4 separate regions of the Sus scrofa genome follow, and regions 2, 3 and 4 are each linked to region 1. A link is a contact called in public HiChIP or PLAC-seq data. All regions are on one chromosome and are shown on one strand. Each heading gives the region's core, a stretch centred on a gene start, on an enhancer-like site or on the middle of the called end of the contact. The rest is flanking DNA. Distances are from core to core; before and after follow the strand shown. Region 1 overlaps LOC102164427 (a long non-coding RNA gene). Region 2 has its middle 17 kb from the start of VASH2. Region 3 overlaps DTL (denticleless protein homolog). Region 4 overlaps NSL1 (kinetochore-associated protein NSL1 homolog).

Region 1 (3,911 bases), core at 658-3,157:
TGAGGGTAGGTACTAAGTGCAGAACACCACAGGGAAAGAGGGTGGAGTGAGGCGGGCGCTCTGCCCTGTTGGCGGAGAGAGGAGCTGGGGACTCGGGATCTGTGCAGCATTCGTGGGGCCCCGGCTCGAGCTGGACGTCAGGACACAAAGGGATAGACAGGCCTGGCACCACAGGTCTGCAGGCCTGTGGAGGTGGCTGGAAACAGGAACTCCTGGTCCGGGTGGAAAATGCTTGAATTCTGTGGGTGCGCAGAGGGAGTGGTGACCTCTGCCCTGGATCTGGGGTGCAATGGGGCTGGGGAGATATCTGGGCTGGGCTCGGGGCCTTGGGGAGGGTGGGGGTTCCCAGGTGGAGGAAGAGGGGGTTTCAGGCCGAGGCGTCAGCATGACAAAGGGGGCGATGCTAGAAAAGAGCAAGAGGCACAGGGACCTGCAGGTGAGAGAGGGACAGACAGAGAGAGGCAGAGACAGACAGACAGAAAGGGGAGGGAGGAGACAGAAAGAGAGCGAGTGGGAGGTGGGGCTGGGCCAGGAGGCCTTCATCTGCCTCCCAGGAGACCTGGACGTGGTCAACGAGGAGATCAAGGGTCTCTGAGCAGGAGCGCTGCGAAGAGCCATGTGTTAGAAAGGAATTCTGACCCCGGTGGAGGGGGGGGGGGGACAGAGCCAGCGGGCAGGGACACGGGAGGAGGCTGGGGCTCTCCCCACGGAGAGAGGAAATAGAAGCCAAAGAGTCTGTGGGGCAGGGCGGTCCTGTCTCGGGCAGTCTGGGTCTGAGTTGCTTGGGGCGATGCCCAATAAGAAGCTGAAAATGCTGGCACGTGGGGCAGAGGTCAAGGGCTTTAGGGGCACCGCCTCCAAGCCTGGGTGGGACGAAGAGAACATCTAGGAGGTGGCTTCAGCGGTCACGTGCAAGGAAGGCCCGGGGCGGCCGTGGGGGAGGACAGGGAGGTCCCCACGAGAGACCCGCGTGGAAGGAGGGTCATACGTGTGCACATGGAGAGGCCATTAAACCTAGGAAGCGTCAGTGTTTGAGGAAAAGGAGTCCTGTGGGCAGGGCGTGGAGCCTGTTTAGTCTTGGGGGGGACACCGCTGTGGGAGCCACATGCCGCCTGCAGAGGTGTTGATGAGCGTGGAGGAGGGAGGAGGAGGACGGGGACCGCGACGTGGTTGGCGAGGAAGGCAGGGAGGGCTGAGCCTCCGAGCGCCTGCAGTCCCCTGCGCCCAGCTGTCACCCAACAAGAGAGCCTGGCGCCACCCTCGGCGGTCCTGTTGGGGCTGGAGGGCTCCAGTTCCCTTCCCAGAGCCCCATGCCCGCCCAGAAGCCACTCTCCCAAGCACCTCTCTCACTGTTGCCTGGTGATTCCCAGTGTGGCCTGGGACCGGGCAGGACTGTCCAGGTGTGTGGCCTGCCCCAAGCAGACAGGAGCTCTCTGAGCATCAGGACCTGTGCCTCCCCTCTTCCTGTTGCCTTCAGTGTCCTGGACGAGGCCCACGCCTGCCAGGGGCAGACACCCCACATGACGCTCGGTCTCCCAGGCAGACAGGGTGCCTCAGTTCTCACTTCTCCCAGCAGGAATTTGGGCCCATCCCACGAGCACGCAGACTTGTGGCTGCCCCAGACTTCCTGGTCGGACAAGATCACTCAACACAGGTGGCAGGGTAACGCCCTCTTGGCTACTTACCTAATCTGCTCCAAACAGGTGAGACGCCCGGGATTTGGGGTGAAGGGGCAGGAAAGGTTGTTTTCACCCAGACCTGCTCAGCCCACCTGTCCCAGTGTTTCCACGTTATCAAATGTTTTCTAGTTCCCATGGCAACCGAATCACAGAGCCAGGATTTGTTATTGTTCCAGGGGAAAAAGGGAAGGGCCGCAGTGCAAGGGCTGACGTCCGAGCACCGTCCACCAGCCAGGCAGCTGAGTCACCACCACGGTCTGGTGCGTCCATGGAGTCACCTCCCTGTGGTCTGAGGCTCCCACTGGCCCTCCCTCTTTGGCAAGAGGCCGATCCCCAATCTGCGCCTGTCAGCAAGTGTGGGTGCCTGGGTCCAGGGGTGCTGAGTCCTGCCCTGGGCACTGTGGGGGGGCTAGCGGGGCAGAGAGGGAATTTCCTGCCGGAGCCAGGACCTGCCTTCAGGGAGCGGGAGCTCAAGGGGCTGGGGACACATTCCTTGTCCTTTCAGAGCCTGTGTGCACTCACGGATGGCTTCTAGGGTCCCCTAGCCATTGGCTTACAGTACGACCTCAGCCCAATCACCTGGGCTCTCTGAGCCTCGGTCTCTTTAGGTACATGGTGGGGAAACCGGCCCTTTCTCATCAGCTCGTCGGGAGAGAAATGAGATCGTGCCTATAATGCGCCCCACGGCAGCCCAGTTTCCACAAAGCGCTCCTAAGCCTGCACTTGTGGCCATTGCTGATTGGCCAGATACTGGGCCCATCTCAGGACCACCTGGAAGGTGAGGCAGGGGGAACTCCCCTGCTCCCTGAACACATGTGCCACCCACCCTTGGGCAGCCACCCCGCAAACCACCCCCACCCACCACCACCAGGACCAAAATAAGAAGCTTCAATCGTTCTGACCCAGTAGGGAACAGAATGAGAAGGTCAATGCGTCAGCCAGAGGGGGTGGGTCAGCAAGGGTTTGGGATCAGAGCAGGGCCCCTGAAGCGGGCGTCCCGGAGAGGTCCTGCTCTGGACGCCCAGATCCGCCCCCGCTGCTAAGGACGCCCTTGCTCTAAGGCCATGCTGGCCGGGCGCCTTCTGATGACAGCCTGGTTTTCCGGAGAGAATTCCCACCCGTGAGAGGGTGCCGGTGGGTGAACACGGCTCTGGTGCCCGCCGGACCGTCCTGGGGGGTGGCTGAATCCGGACTGCAGCGGTTGTGCCCGGTTGTTGTGTGAGTCACCCCGAAGCGCAGCAGCTCAGAGCATCTAACCAACACAGCTTTCTAGCTTACAAGGTGGAAACCCGGCCCCCGGGATGGGATGCCCGCAGAAAGGAACGACCCCCAGAAAGGAGTCCAGCCTTCCCCTAGGGGAGCCCCGTAGACACCCATTCTGCAGAGTCATCCAACAGACCCCCAGCACGTTCCACGCTGACCTCTGCCAGACGCCGTAGCCAGGCCAGCTGACCAGCGGCCTCCCTGGGGCTGGCCCCACGCGTGCTTTGCAGATGGAATTGAGAGCCACAAGTGAGTCATGGCATGAATTGAGGAGGTGGGACAAGCATTCCTGATAATTTGACAGAAGAGAGTCATATATGACAGTCCCTGGTGGGGAGTAAGAGTGAGTGTTATTTCACGAGTCTCGTGTGAACGTGTGTGTGTGCGTGTAATGTATGGACACACGCCGCGTGGATACAGCAGTAGAAAGATGGCACATTCTGATTGTGTCATCTGTGGGCATTTAATAAAGGAACTGTTTACAAAGACGTGGGCAGGGTGTAGGGAACTCACCAGAGCTGGGGCAGGGCCAGGTCAAGGAACTGCGGGGCTTAGTTATCAGCCTCAGCCTTGAAAGCTTGAAGGCAGAAGGTGTTTCCAGAACTTGGAGACGGAGAGTCATGTGGGGAGAGCTCGGACAGGAGCTGTGGTCATCAGCAGAGAGAGGAAGCCAGCCAGCCTGGGGCCAGCCGATGGGGCATAGATACTTACTCCCGCTCCTCCCTCTCCCTCCCGACTCCTGCCCGACTGCCCACAAGCTGAGTGTGGCAAAGCCTGGGGCCGGAGCCAAGGACCCCTGTCCATATGTGGAGAAGACCAGCGATACTGCGTGCACGGGATGCCGTGTAAAATGCACAGTGCTTCTCTCTGCGATTCTCGCTTAATGAAGTCTTAAAACCCTGGAAGGGTGTGCCTGACACTGACATGACTGCCAGAAAGAGGCAGAACGTTTCGGAATGGCCCCAGGTC
Region 2 (3,911 bases), core at 452-2,951, 390 kb before region 1:
GCAGTGGAGGAAGGAAGGGATGGGGAGTTTGGAAATTGTTGACTCACGCAGAGTTCCCCAACTTACATACTATTTCCTCCAACTCCCGAGGTCACCAGGGAGCTGTCCCCGTCGTGGTAATGCGGGCTTCCTTCACTGCCTTCTCCCCCTTCCACCGTGGGGTCATCTATCTGCATTTAGTGCGCAGCAGCAGGGTCAGAAAAGTTCTCTTCCTCGATCCATACTCCCAAGGATACACCGTGTCTTCCCCACTCAGCTTAAGCTCCCCCCTTAAGCTGGGCCTTGAGTCTGGGGAGCACTTCGTGTAGCTGAGGGTGTGGGGGCTACAGACAGACAGGCAGCCTGGATGCAGACCGTGCCTCTTACTAGAGGTTATCACCGTGCGACCTTGGCCGCCATCCTTAACAGCAGCCACCTGCCCACGTCCGATCTGCATCGGCCACTTGGGGATCATCGCGGTGCTACGGTTCACACTGCCTCGAGGAGTAAACGCACCCGTGAAGGGAAAGCGGCGTCCGGCCCACGAGGACATCGGTAGGTGGCGACTTACAGTCCCAGCGCAGGAGATGTGAAACGAGCTTGTTGGGATCAAACTATCGGCGAGACGGCCAGGTTGTGTGTTGTGGTGGCATCTGCTGTCTTTCTCACTTCCTGGGGCTGACATGCTGGTTTCTGGAAATGCTACACCCTATCACGGGGAGAGCCTGAAATCTCAGTGGCTTGATTCAGGGGGAGCTCATCCTTCTCTCATAAAGTCTAGTAGGCCTGGATCGGGGTGGGGGGTGGGGGGCTTCTGCTCCAAGCAGTCATTTAGGGTAGCAGAGGTTCGGTCGTCCTCCAGGTGTGGCACTGGAAGGCAGCCCGGGGGAGAGACAGAGACAGAGAGAGGCTTCCTAGGGAGCCTTTGGGGGCCAGGGTAGGAGGGCATCATTTCCACCTGCATTCCACTGGCCAGAGCGCAGTCACACGCCGCAGGCAGCCGGGGAAGGGTCTGCGAAGAAGGGCACGAGGGGGCCTCCGCGGATACCTGGCATCTCAGGCCCGACCGTGGGTGGTGGTTATCCTGTCTGGGGCGGCACCGGAGCCACTGCGCATGTGCGGAGCTCCCTCCCACGGTCTCCTTCCGCCGACCTTCTCCTGTTACTTTCCTCCAATGTCTGCTCTCTCTCCAGTGGCACCTACCCTCTGTTGAGCTCCTGCGGTTGCAGAAAGGTTAACTGGTCACGGAGGGTTTCAATGGAAATATGCTCTAGGGGCAGTGACAAAAAATACTGGGGGCCAGTGGGGGTTTGGGGGTGTGTGGGGGAGAACGTGAGCAATGCCAGCACAAGGCCTTCCAAGAAGGAGAGCCGTGGTCACCTCCATTTTCTATGAGATCAGAGAGTTGGATCCCAGGCCGCTGGCCTCCTAGGAGCGTGCGAGGGGTTCTTAGCCCCTGACGCTGTCCCCTGACCCACAACTGCCATATCACCTGGGAACTCGATAGACATACAAAGTCTCGGCCTCAACTCTGACCTGCTGCATCAGAAAATGGGCTCAAAAAGATGAGTAACCTGCTAAAGTCACAAAGCTGGTAACAGGCAGGACAAAAGCGTTTGAACAGGCTCTTGGGGGATTCTGGCCCACATCTGAGCATCCCTGCAGCAGCGGCGGAGCCCCAGACGGAGGGTGCAGCCGGGACAGTGCTTCACACTGCCACCCGGTGGCCACAGTGCGAACAACAGCCCAGCCTCCCGCTCGGGACAAAACGGGGAGGCAGCCCGGCTCATTGATTCACAGATTAGGAAGCAGGTGCTGGAAAGCGCTGGGGAATCTGCACCCCGCGGGGCGTTCGCCCAAGTCCGCCTCCCTGGCAGTTTTAAGACTAAGAGTTTTAGCTGAGAGCCAAACCCAAAGTCTGTTTAGAAGGGCAAGCCCACCTGTGTGTAGAGTTCATGGGGACTGGGCACAGCAGGCCCCTGGCAGGAGGCCTCTATGTGCCAACCCGTGCCCTATCAGGGGTCAGGCTCCGAAAGCTGCCTTCATGTTCAGGGGGTCCCGGGAGAAGCAGAGCCCCTCTTCCCTGGGAGAGCACGCAACTGCTGTCCGATTCTGAAGACAGCGATGCCAAGACCTGGGGGCTCAACTGGCTGGGCCCTCCCTGGACTTCTGTAAGGAGCTTGGGGGAGGGATGCCTCTCAGGGCACAGCCCCCTCCAGCCTGTGTGACCAGCACTGCAGCACCCAGGTGAGCTCAGCCAGGAGGCTGAGACAAAGGCCCCTTGCTGTTTCCCTTGCCCTCTGACCTCAGCCGCAGCGGGGCAGGAGGCCCAGGGCCTGGCTCTGATTTTGCATTTTTATGGAAGGAGCTGGCAGTTGTGGCATTCCCAGGGCTTGCGGAGTAGGCTGTGCGTTTGGTCCTGACATTGGCTTGTCCTGACTGCGCTGGAGACCCAGACTCTGAGGGAGGGGGAAGGACATGGGAACAGCATTTGTAGGGCATCCGCACTGCCTGGAGAACCTGCAATCTCTGTCTCATGTAACCCACTCACACCGAATTCCCAACAAGACTCAGCTCAGAGAGGTTAGTAACCTGCCTGAAGTCACACAGCTAGTAAGGCCCAAGCTAGTAAGAGAGGAAGAACTAACACCAAAGCCTTTATAGGCTCTGCCCACCTCTCTCTGCTGCCCGCTTCCCCACCACAGAGCCCCTTTTGGTGGCTATCACGCCAGGGAGTTCTCACCCCCAGAGAGCCTCCTTGTTTAGCTTTGGCTCCCAGGGCCCTCTTTGGTGGCTCAACTACAGCTCTGACGGAGGAGCATGCTCCAGCCAACTCAGGAATCAGGGACACTGGCTTAGGTCCCCAGGTCAGGGAGGGAGAGCGTGCCCATCCTGGGGCAGAGCTAACATCCAGAGGGTGGCTGTCTTTATCCTCAGGGCTCCAGGCCAGGGGTTCAGAGCAGAAGCTGAGGTGGGAAGCACGGAGGAACGGGAAAAGCAGAAGCTCAGTTCTCCTGGGGAGGGACAGATGGGACCCCTGGTGCAGCACGCAGCAGCCCAGCCACCACGACCCCCAGGTGTAGGTGCCCACCTGAGCTGAGCCTGGCCTGGTGATGTGATGCCCAGATGCCCCACTGTTCTCCTGTGTCCATCGGATGGGCCGTGATGGACCCTAACCCTCCCACTACCAGTCACTCTAAACCAAGGTAGCTTTTTTTAATCATGCCCACAGCATGTGGAAGTACCTGCGCCAGGGAGTGAGCCCATGCTACAGCAGTGACAATGCCAGATCCTTAACCCACTGAGCCACCAGGGAACTCTAAGGTAGCTTTTGAAGATACATTTTCTGCTGCAGGATTGAAACAACATAACGGTTACTAAAATAAACACAAGAAAGGCATAAATTTTATATATATATATATATATATTTTGGCTGCAGCGTGCAGCAGCTTGATGTAAGATCTCAGTTCCCAGACCAGGGATTGAACCCGGGCTACAGTGGTAAAAGCACCAAGTCCTAACCACTAGACCACCAGGGTACTCCCATACTTTATTCAACACAAAGCTGTCGTCAAAGAGCCTAACGTGGAGTTCCCGTCGTGGCTCAGTGGTTAACGAATCTGACTAGGAACCATGAGGTTGCGGGTTCGATCCCTGGCCTTGCTCAGTGGGTTAAGGATCCGGTGTTGCCTTGAGCTGTGGTGTAGGTTGCAGACGCGCCTCGGATCCCGTGTTGCTGTGGCTGTGGTGTAGGCCAGTGGCTACAGCTCCGATTCGACCCCTAGCCTGGGAACCTCCATATGCTGCGGGAGCGGCCCAATAAATGGCAAAAGACAAAAAAAAAAAAAAAAAAGCCTAACGTATATGAACCTCCAGCTCCCCCAGGGGGTCTGACTCAGGAGCAGGTGGGTTAGTGTGTTGGACTTTTTACC
Region 3 (3,911 bases), core at 832-3,331, 330 kb after region 1:
TATGAAGATACAAAATTCTAGGTTAAAAGAAGATATTTCATGGAAATTACATGGAATCTGAGAGAAAAAATGCCATTGGGGTTTAATTACTGGTGATTTAAGTAATGATTTCAAAAAAGGTCTATCATGAAACTCATCATGGAAGTGGTATAGGGATATAGAAATAAAAAGAAATTCACAGCAGTACTGGAAAGCTAGCAAGGATATCATGAGTAAATCAGATGATGAGAAGATTCTGGAAGATTAAAAAAAAAAACCAGATGGGGAGTTCCCATCGTGGTTCAGTGAAAATGAATCTAACTAGGATCTATGAGGATGCAGGTTTGACCCCTGGCCTCGATTAGTGGGTTAAGGATCTGGCATTGCTGTGGCTATAGAGTAGGCCAGAAGCTACAGCTCTGATTCGACCCCCAGCCTGAGACCCTCCATATTGCCACGGGTGCTGCCCTAAAAAAAAAAAAAAGCAAACAAAAAACAAAAAACAAAAAAAACCCAAAGAAAACCCCCAAACAAACCAAACAGATGGGAACAAAAGGCAACAAAGTTTCAAAATGTAATTGGTGAAAAGGAGATCTCCACAGAACAGACATTTCTTGTTAAACCCAGAAAACCCAAAGAGCAAAGGCAGTAGGTTTTGGGTAAGTGAGTGGAGCTTGGGCTACTCTTACAACCTAACGTATTAAGATTTCACAGTAAGCATTTTTCAGGCATGTGAAAACCCAAACTGAACTATGACGACCAGTCAAGATGTTGCCTTTGATACACCACACTGATAATATGTAGACGTTCAAGACTAGTTTTCATCTTAGATTTTCTTTTTACCTTCAATTTTAAGATAAATTTTTAATAACATTAGAAACTTAATTCTATGTTTAGGGACAAAATGACTAGGGAGAAAAGAAATGCATCCTTACTCCTTAGTGTGTAATACATTATCTGTATCGGCAGAAAAAAATAGAATATGTGTGATTAATGATGATGCAGATCCTAGACAGCCTCAAGATCTTTTAAATGTGTACTTAAAGATAAAAGTCTGTATTAACTCTCAACCTCCAAATCTGTGATCTACTTTTTAAACCAACTACAGAGATTCATTTACAAACCTTTGTGAAGTCTGATGGACACCAGCACACAGATGTGACCTCTTGCGAATGACCCAGGAGCACAGTAGGAGGATGCCAGGGTGTGGAGACCTATCACGCCATCAAAAAAGAAACAAACGAGTCAGCAGACCAGTGTTAGGTCTCCCAGACAGAGGTGTGAATCTTTCCACGTCTCTGCCTTAGCTTTGGTGAGGACTGTTACCAAAGGCCCCCCGACATGTCTAGTTACAGCTCAGAAAGAGACCCAATAGACACATTTGTCATTAATCTGAAAATAGAATGAAAATAGCCAAAGTAAGTAAACAATATGAGCTTCGATACAAGGACAGGACTTATTTCAAGTCAGGACTACTTAGCTACACATATTTTGACTAAAATTGAAGATTGAAAGGGCGAGGTCAGCTACAAGGGAGTGCACTTCAAGTGGAACCTAGACTGGTTAATCCTGAAGACGGATCTCCTGGGACAGGAGGACAGTCTTCTTCCAAGAGAAGACTCACTGACTTTGAGGAAAGCCCAAAGTTTCATATAAGCTATATTTTACAAGACACTCTGGTATCCTTTTGGAGAAAAAAATTTCCTCTAAAATCTTAGTTCATTTGCTTAAAAAAATCTTGAATTTTCAAGTACTGCCACATTTAATACCTTTTTAATGTGTAAAGAAGGGTCGCATTTGTGCAGTACTACACGTGACTACGAATCATATTTTCCCCCTCATTGAAACGTCAGTGATATGCATTTGACAGCAGATTCATTCAGAGTTGTCAATCCTTGTCAAGAGGCCACAGGCATTAATCAGCACAACATGGAGTACAAACTCACATAACTATTATTAGCACAAGTGTTTGAAAAGAGAAATTATTCTTTTCATTTTTCTGAAGCTCTGAATCATTGCTCATTTGTGTGAAGAAAGTGGGGGCACTCTGGAAGGAATATTTGTGAGAATGACTAAGTAAGCTTCATGGATGCCTCACACTGTAGCTGTGGGATCGACACACTGATTCATAAGGTTACTACTCCTCTCTGGGGTTAAGTGGCACATATGTAATGACTCAATAAGCCAAAGAAGACGAAGAGCAGAATCTCATTTGCCTTGCTGGGTTAATTAAAGTTTCACAGAAAAGGAGACTTTTCCCCGAGATCTAAGATGCTCTCACTTGCTGCCTGCTCCTACAATGCCACGGAGAACAAGGGCTCATTCTCTCACAAGGCAGCGTATTTTAGAAAAGATTCTCAAGATAGTGTCTATTTCAGCAGTCACAGACATTCTCAATGGTCCAGCCCGTGGTTTCTTTATCCAAGGCCCAAGGAGGACTGGTAGCAACAAGTTAAAAGGAAGAGGAAACCCTCAGGTCCCCCTGACCCTCCTGGGTAAGAATATATTATTTTACTCCATTGGATTATTTGCTTGTTGCCTGTAGCTTTCCATTTCATGATATCACTGCCCTTCCTCAGTTTCCTAGGCATTACAATACCTAGAAGAAGCTGAATATCTATACCAGAGATGAAAATAAATGCCAAGAATAGAACCACCGATAGAATGTATTTCTGCATTTACCTACAGGATTTAAGAGAAAAAAACAAAGGATAGACCTGTTGGAACAACTCTGTACCATTTGATAGGCCAGGCATAATAACAGTAATAAAAAAAGCCAGCGTCTACTGAATGATTATCATAAGCCAGGCACTTTACATCGTATTAAAAGTGAAGGGAGGGTTCCTCAAAAAATTAAGCATGGAAATAATTACCATGTGAGCCCACAATTCTACTCTTAGGTATATACTCCCAGGAGAATTGAAAATGTATGTTCAGGAATTCCCGTCGTGGCGCAGTAGTTAACGAATCCGACTAGGAACCATGAGGTTGCGGGTTCGGTCCCTGCCCTTGCTCAGTGGGTTAACGATCCGGCGTTGCCGTGAGCTGTGGTGTAGGTTGCAGACGCGGCTCGGATCCCGCGTTGCTGTGGCTCTGGCGTAGGCTGGGGGCTACAGCTCCGATTCAACCCTGGCCTGGGAACCTCCATATGCTGCGGGAGCGGCCCAAGAAATAGCAACAACAACAACAACAAAAAGACAAAAGACAAAAAGACAAAAAAAAAAAAAAAAAAAAAAGAAAATGTATGTTCAAACAAAAACTCGTACATGAATGTTCACAGCAGCTTTATTCATAGAGCCAAAAAGTGGGATAATTTAAATATCCATCAACTGATGAATAAATAAAACCAGGCCTACACATACAATGGAATAGTCAGCTGTAAAAAGTAATCAAGGACTGATCCATGCAACAACATGGATAAACCTTGAAAACGCTAAGTGAAAGCAAAGCCAGACATAAAAGATCGTGTATGGTATGACTCCACTTATAGGAAATGTGCAGAATAGGCAAATCCGTAGAGAAAGAACCTAAGTTCGTGGTTGCCAGAAGCTGGAGGAAGAGGGGAATGGAGAGTGAGTCTTGAAGGGTATGGGCTTGCTTTCTGGAGTGATGGAAATGTTTGGAAATGAGGTAGTGGGGATAGCTGCACAATACTGTGATAATACTAAAAAAAAAAAAATCACTGAATTGTACACTTTAAAATGACTACAATTGTCAATTTTACATTGTACAAATTCTACCTCAATTAAAAAAAAACAGTGGAGGGAAGGGCATGTTGTGGGATGAAATGAGAACAAATGTCCAACAAGTTTTATAACGTTAGTAACAAGTAGTTTCACAGTTGAGGATTACCCTAGTATGTAAAATATACTTAGTGACTACTTTAAAGAAGATTAGTTTCTTCTAATGAAACTCGGGTGACTTTTAAATCC
Region 4 (3,911 bases), core at 726-3,225, 260 kb before region 1:
TAAGGGTGGGAAAACTCTACCTCAGCCCTTGGTTTCACATCTGAAGCTGACTTTCCTCATTTCCTGCTCCTCTGGAGCAGTTTGAGCCTCTTTTGTCTTGTGGGAAGCAAATTCCTGGCTACTCTTGCCTACCTGCCACCTCTCTACCAGTGGATCTACAACTTTAGCCTGACTTGCAGCTTTTACTCTTCGACTGTTTTCTGGCCCCTAGAAGTGTATGCTTTGGGATTTGTCTTTTAAACTTTCTCTATCTATCCAATGATGTTTTGGACAAAGGTGGTGAGTTTTGTGAACTTCCAAGACCAGCTTGACTAGAAATCTAGGATGCTCTTAAATACATAGATCAACTTTAATTCCTCTGCTTAAAATCTTAAAATCTTCTAATGAAGAAATATGTGTAATAAGCTTCAAACCTTTCAGCAGTCCCTTACATGACCTGGCACTTTCCTTTGTGTTGTAGACCTAGGTCCCGTCTTGGAGTTCTCTCAGAGTGCCTCGCTTTCACACGGGGTTTTCCCCAGTGCTGCTAAGATTGGCATCTTCTCAACCTCTCCTTTCTCATTTAAGTACTACCTCCAGCACCTGAACACGTCGCCCTTGCATTGAGATTAGAGATCTTCCCTAATCACACTAATTAAAATAGCCTCTCCCAGTTCTCTATCATGACACTTGTTTGTTTCTTTAATAGCATTTGTTATATGTATTTTTTTTTTTTTTGGTCTTTTTGCCATTTCTTGGGCCACACCCACAGCATATGGAGGTTCCCAGGCTAGGGGTCGAATTGGAGCTGTAGCCGCCTGCCTTACACCAGAGCCACAGCAACACGGGATCTGAGCCATGTCTGAGACCTACACCACAGCTCACGGCAACGCTGGATCCTTACCCCACTGAGCAAGGCCAGGGATCAAACCCACCACCTCATGGTTCCTAGTCGGATTCATTAACCACTGAGCCACGACAGGAACTCTAGCATTTGTTATATGTATTCGTGTATTTCTTTATGTTTTCTCACAAAACTGAAAGCTTCGTGAGCTCTTTGTGTTTGCATTATATGTAGCCAGTATATAACGCCGTGCTCCATACTTACTGCATGACTATTATTCATGCATGTAATCAAGATATTTATTGAATGTCTACTATATGCCAGAACTCTTCTTAGTGCAGAGGATGTAATGGTGAGCAACCCAGGCAGCGTCCTTGCGCTGCAGAGCTTACATTCTGGTGGCAGAAGAAAAGCATCAGCAAATGGAAAAAGGAATAACGTCAGTGCTAGGGTGATGGGTTCAGTGCTGGAAAACACTTTTCTGAGGAAGTAACACGAAGGAATTATCTTGTGACAAGAGGAAGAGCTTTTCAGTTGGAGAGAAGAGCGATAGAATAAGGTTCCTAAGTTAAGAATGAGCTTGAGTGTTTATAGAACAGAAGACCACTGGGGCTACAGTGGCTATAGTGGAAGGAATAGAGGGAAAGAATGTTACAGGATAAGGTTAGAGACTTGGCTGAGGCAAGATTACACAAGTTAGGAGTTTGGAAATAACATGATACCTTAAGAGAGATGCAGCTCTCCAATACAGAAGAAGCTGGTGAAGTGCAGGTAGGAGTGAATACAGAGGACTATACACCTGCCACGCAGCAGGTGTGTTAAACAGATCTGATTAAGTTGTAGCAAAGGAATCTCTTCCAGAAAGTCATAAATCACTGCTGCATTTTTGGTTTCATTTTCATGAGGGATGCTACTTTTCAATTCGTGGTTCTTATTCATGCTTTTAGTTACCCCTTTAAAACTAGTACAAGCCAGACATCCTAGGTTATGCATGTTTGCTCATCATGCTCATAAAATACAATGGAAATATCAAGGAAGCACTCAGTTAATTCATTTTTGCTGAATTTCTGAATTTGTGCAGGCTTTTGGAATTTCATGTTTCCTAGTTTAGTCGGTTCAGTGACCTGAAAACAAAACAAGGTTGATTACTCAATCTTTCATTTCCACTTTTTCATTTCCCTATGTTTTAGAAAGCAAGTGACAAGGGAAGGCAGTGTAGTCAAAAGCGCCTCACTTCCACATTTTTAAGAGCAAACTTTTGAAAAATATCTTTGCAGCAATCTTCTAATTAACTACCATGCGGATGTGTTTTCATTTGTCAGTTATAACCTTTTGTGGTCCTGTTAGTAAAACTAACCATTGCTTCTATATCATCCTCTTTTTAAAAAAGTTCTTTGTAGTTAACCTAAGAGACTCCCTTTTTATTATTTCCTGTCCTTCACTGAACATGTAGTGATGACAAGGAGCTATTTTAAGTTTCTCTACAGTAGACTTTATAGTTCCAATTCTTTTGCTGACCCTACAAGCAGAGGACTTAGAGACAGTTCCTCTTCCTTCTAATAGTGACTACTTGCTTAAGCCACTGCCAGAATATTTACAGGTAGTTACACACTTACAAGTGGTTTTGTTTCAAAAATTCACATTTGATCTGAGTTTTGGAATTTGGAATGTATTTCCCCCTGGAAAAAAAAATTACAAGTGGTATTATAAACAGACACGTTTCTAGGTTACTCTTTTTTTTTTTTTTTTTTTTAATTTTTTGGTCTTTTGTCTTTTGTTGTTGTTGTTGCTATTTCTTGGGCCGCTCCTGCGGCATATGGAGGTTCCCAGGCTAGGGGTCCAATTGGAGCTGTAGCCACCGGTCTACACCAGAGCCACAGCAACTCGGGATCCGAGCCGCGTCTGCAACCTACACCACAGCTCACGGCAACGCCGGATCCTTAACCCACTGAGCAAGGGCAGGGACCGAACCCGCAACCTCATGGTTCCTAGTCGGATTCGTTAACCACTGTGCCACGACGGGAACTCCCTAGGTTACTCTTTAATGTAGCTGAAATACTACAATTTTTGATGAAAAATATTGTGAAAATCACATCTCAGAAGCACAGTAGTTCCACTACATGATGTTTAAATAGGATTTGCGGGGGAGTGAATTTGGATTTTTAAACACTTTTGTTTATGATAAGAGGTAGGTGGGGCCATAAAGATGTTCCCATCCAGGCTTTGGAGGGAGCCATGGGGAATGCTTCTGGAGGAAGCTGTCCCCATGTCCTGTATGGCAGGGACCAGCCATCTGCACGTGAGACAGTCTTAAGTCAAATGTTTGTCAGGAGTATCTATATGCTCTTATTAGTTACAAAATGCGAAAATTCATTTAAAGTCATCTTAAGTGAGGGATTAAAAAGTTTATATAGTTTGAAATTTCCTAAGCAGATGTTAATGTTGGTGAATACTTTTTTGATGCATTTATAAACAACATATTTACATATTTAATGATTATTTTTAAATGTGTGTTTGATATTTTTCCCCCTTTGTGGTTTTTTGAAAGTCTTTTTATGTTTGGTTTTATTCCTAAAATTATTGATTCTCTTTAGTTTTCAAAGAACAGAATTTAATTCACTTAACTGAAAAACGAAAAAGGTAATGTAATGTTTTTGTTTCTTTGGAAACAAAAGAACATCCATGGCCAATGGATGTTCCTGGAATAGGGATTGAACCCCTGACACAGCAGCAACATGAGCTGCTACAGTAACAATGCCAGATCCTTAACCCTCTGTGCCACAAGGGAATTCTGGTACTGTAATGTTAATAGTTGAAATGATTTTAACTCTAGACATGTTCTGTTTTTAATTATTTATTCAACATAATTTTATTTTGAGTTTTCATTATATTGGAGCTGATTTTTATCATTTATTAACTTATATCCCAAAGAGTGTAGTATAATTCCTGACCAAATGATATTGTAGGGAGTTACATATAGCATGTAGAAGAGCATGTAATGTGGGTTCTAATTCTATTAATTGTTTATTCAGTTATGTAATTATTCATTCAATTTAGATACATTTCTCAGCTCTCACAGCTCCTGTTT

What was found. HiChIP or PLAC-seq counts read pairs in DNA pulled down with a chosen protein or histone mark.
Region 2: a contact with region 1 is called in an H3K27ac HiChIP or PLAC-seq map of alveolar macrophages. The contact joins two enhancer-like sites. A contact is called at or near these places in 1 of 47 Hi-C or Micro-C datasets (embryonic fibroblasts) and 1 of 2 datasets of contacts at active chromatin or transcription factors (alveolar macrophages).
Region 3: a contact with region 1 is called in an H3K27ac HiChIP or PLAC-seq map of alveolar macrophages. The contact joins two enhancer-like sites. A contact is called at or near these places in 2 of 2 datasets of contacts at active chromatin or transcription factors (alveolar macrophages and skeletal muscle).
Region 4: an H3K27ac HiChIP or PLAC-seq map of alveolar macrophages shows a contact between it and region 1. The contact joins two enhancer-like sites. A contact is called at or near these places in 1 of 47 Hi-C or Micro-C datasets (liver) and 1 of 2 datasets of contacts at active chromatin or transcription factors (alveolar macrophages).

Annotation. Positions count from the first base shown.
Region 1 is chr9:130,914,129-130,918,039 of Sscrofa11.1, forward strand. LOC102164427 (a long non-coding RNA gene) reads left to right here. Exons shown (of 3, transcript XR_002336041.1): 3 at 1,577-3,911. Among named protein-coding and RNA genes, the nearest start is that of NENF, 43 kb to the right of the region's middle. Within about 2 kb of position 1,908, at least 40 of the 83 cell types and tissues checked have an H3K27ac peak or open chromatin away from gene starts, as enhancers often do. A contact at or near this core is called in alveolar macrophages, where this site is marked.
Region 2 is chr9:130,526,195-130,530,105 of Sscrofa11.1, forward strand. No RefSeq gene overlaps it. Among named protein-coding and RNA genes, the nearest start is that of VASH2, 17 kb to the left of the region's middle. Within about 2 kb of position 1,702, at least 13 of the 83 cell types and tissues checked have an H3K27ac peak or open chromatin away from gene starts, as enhancers often do. A contact at or near this core is called in alveolar macrophages, where this site is marked.
Region 3 is chr9:131,241,505-131,245,415 of Sscrofa11.1, forward strand. DTL (denticleless protein homolog) reads right to left here. Exons shown (of 16, transcript XM_013979970.2): 12 at 1,104-1,193. Among named protein-coding and RNA genes, the nearest start is that of DTL, 32 kb to the right of the region's middle. Within about 2 kb of position 2,082, at least 4 of the 83 cell types and tissues checked have an H3K27ac peak or open chromatin away from gene starts, as enhancers often do. A contact at or near this core is called in alveolar macrophages, where this site is marked.
Region 4 is chr9:130,650,261-130,654,171 of Sscrofa11.1, forward strand. The region is part of intron 6 of NSL1 (kinetochore-associated protein NSL1 homolog); the gene reads left to right. Among named protein-coding and RNA genes, the nearest start is that of TATDN3, 30 kb to the left of the region's middle. Within about 2 kb of position 1,976, at least 11 of the 83 cell types and tissues checked have an H3K27ac peak or open chromatin away from gene starts, as enhancers often do. A contact at or near this core is called in alveolar macrophages, where this site is marked.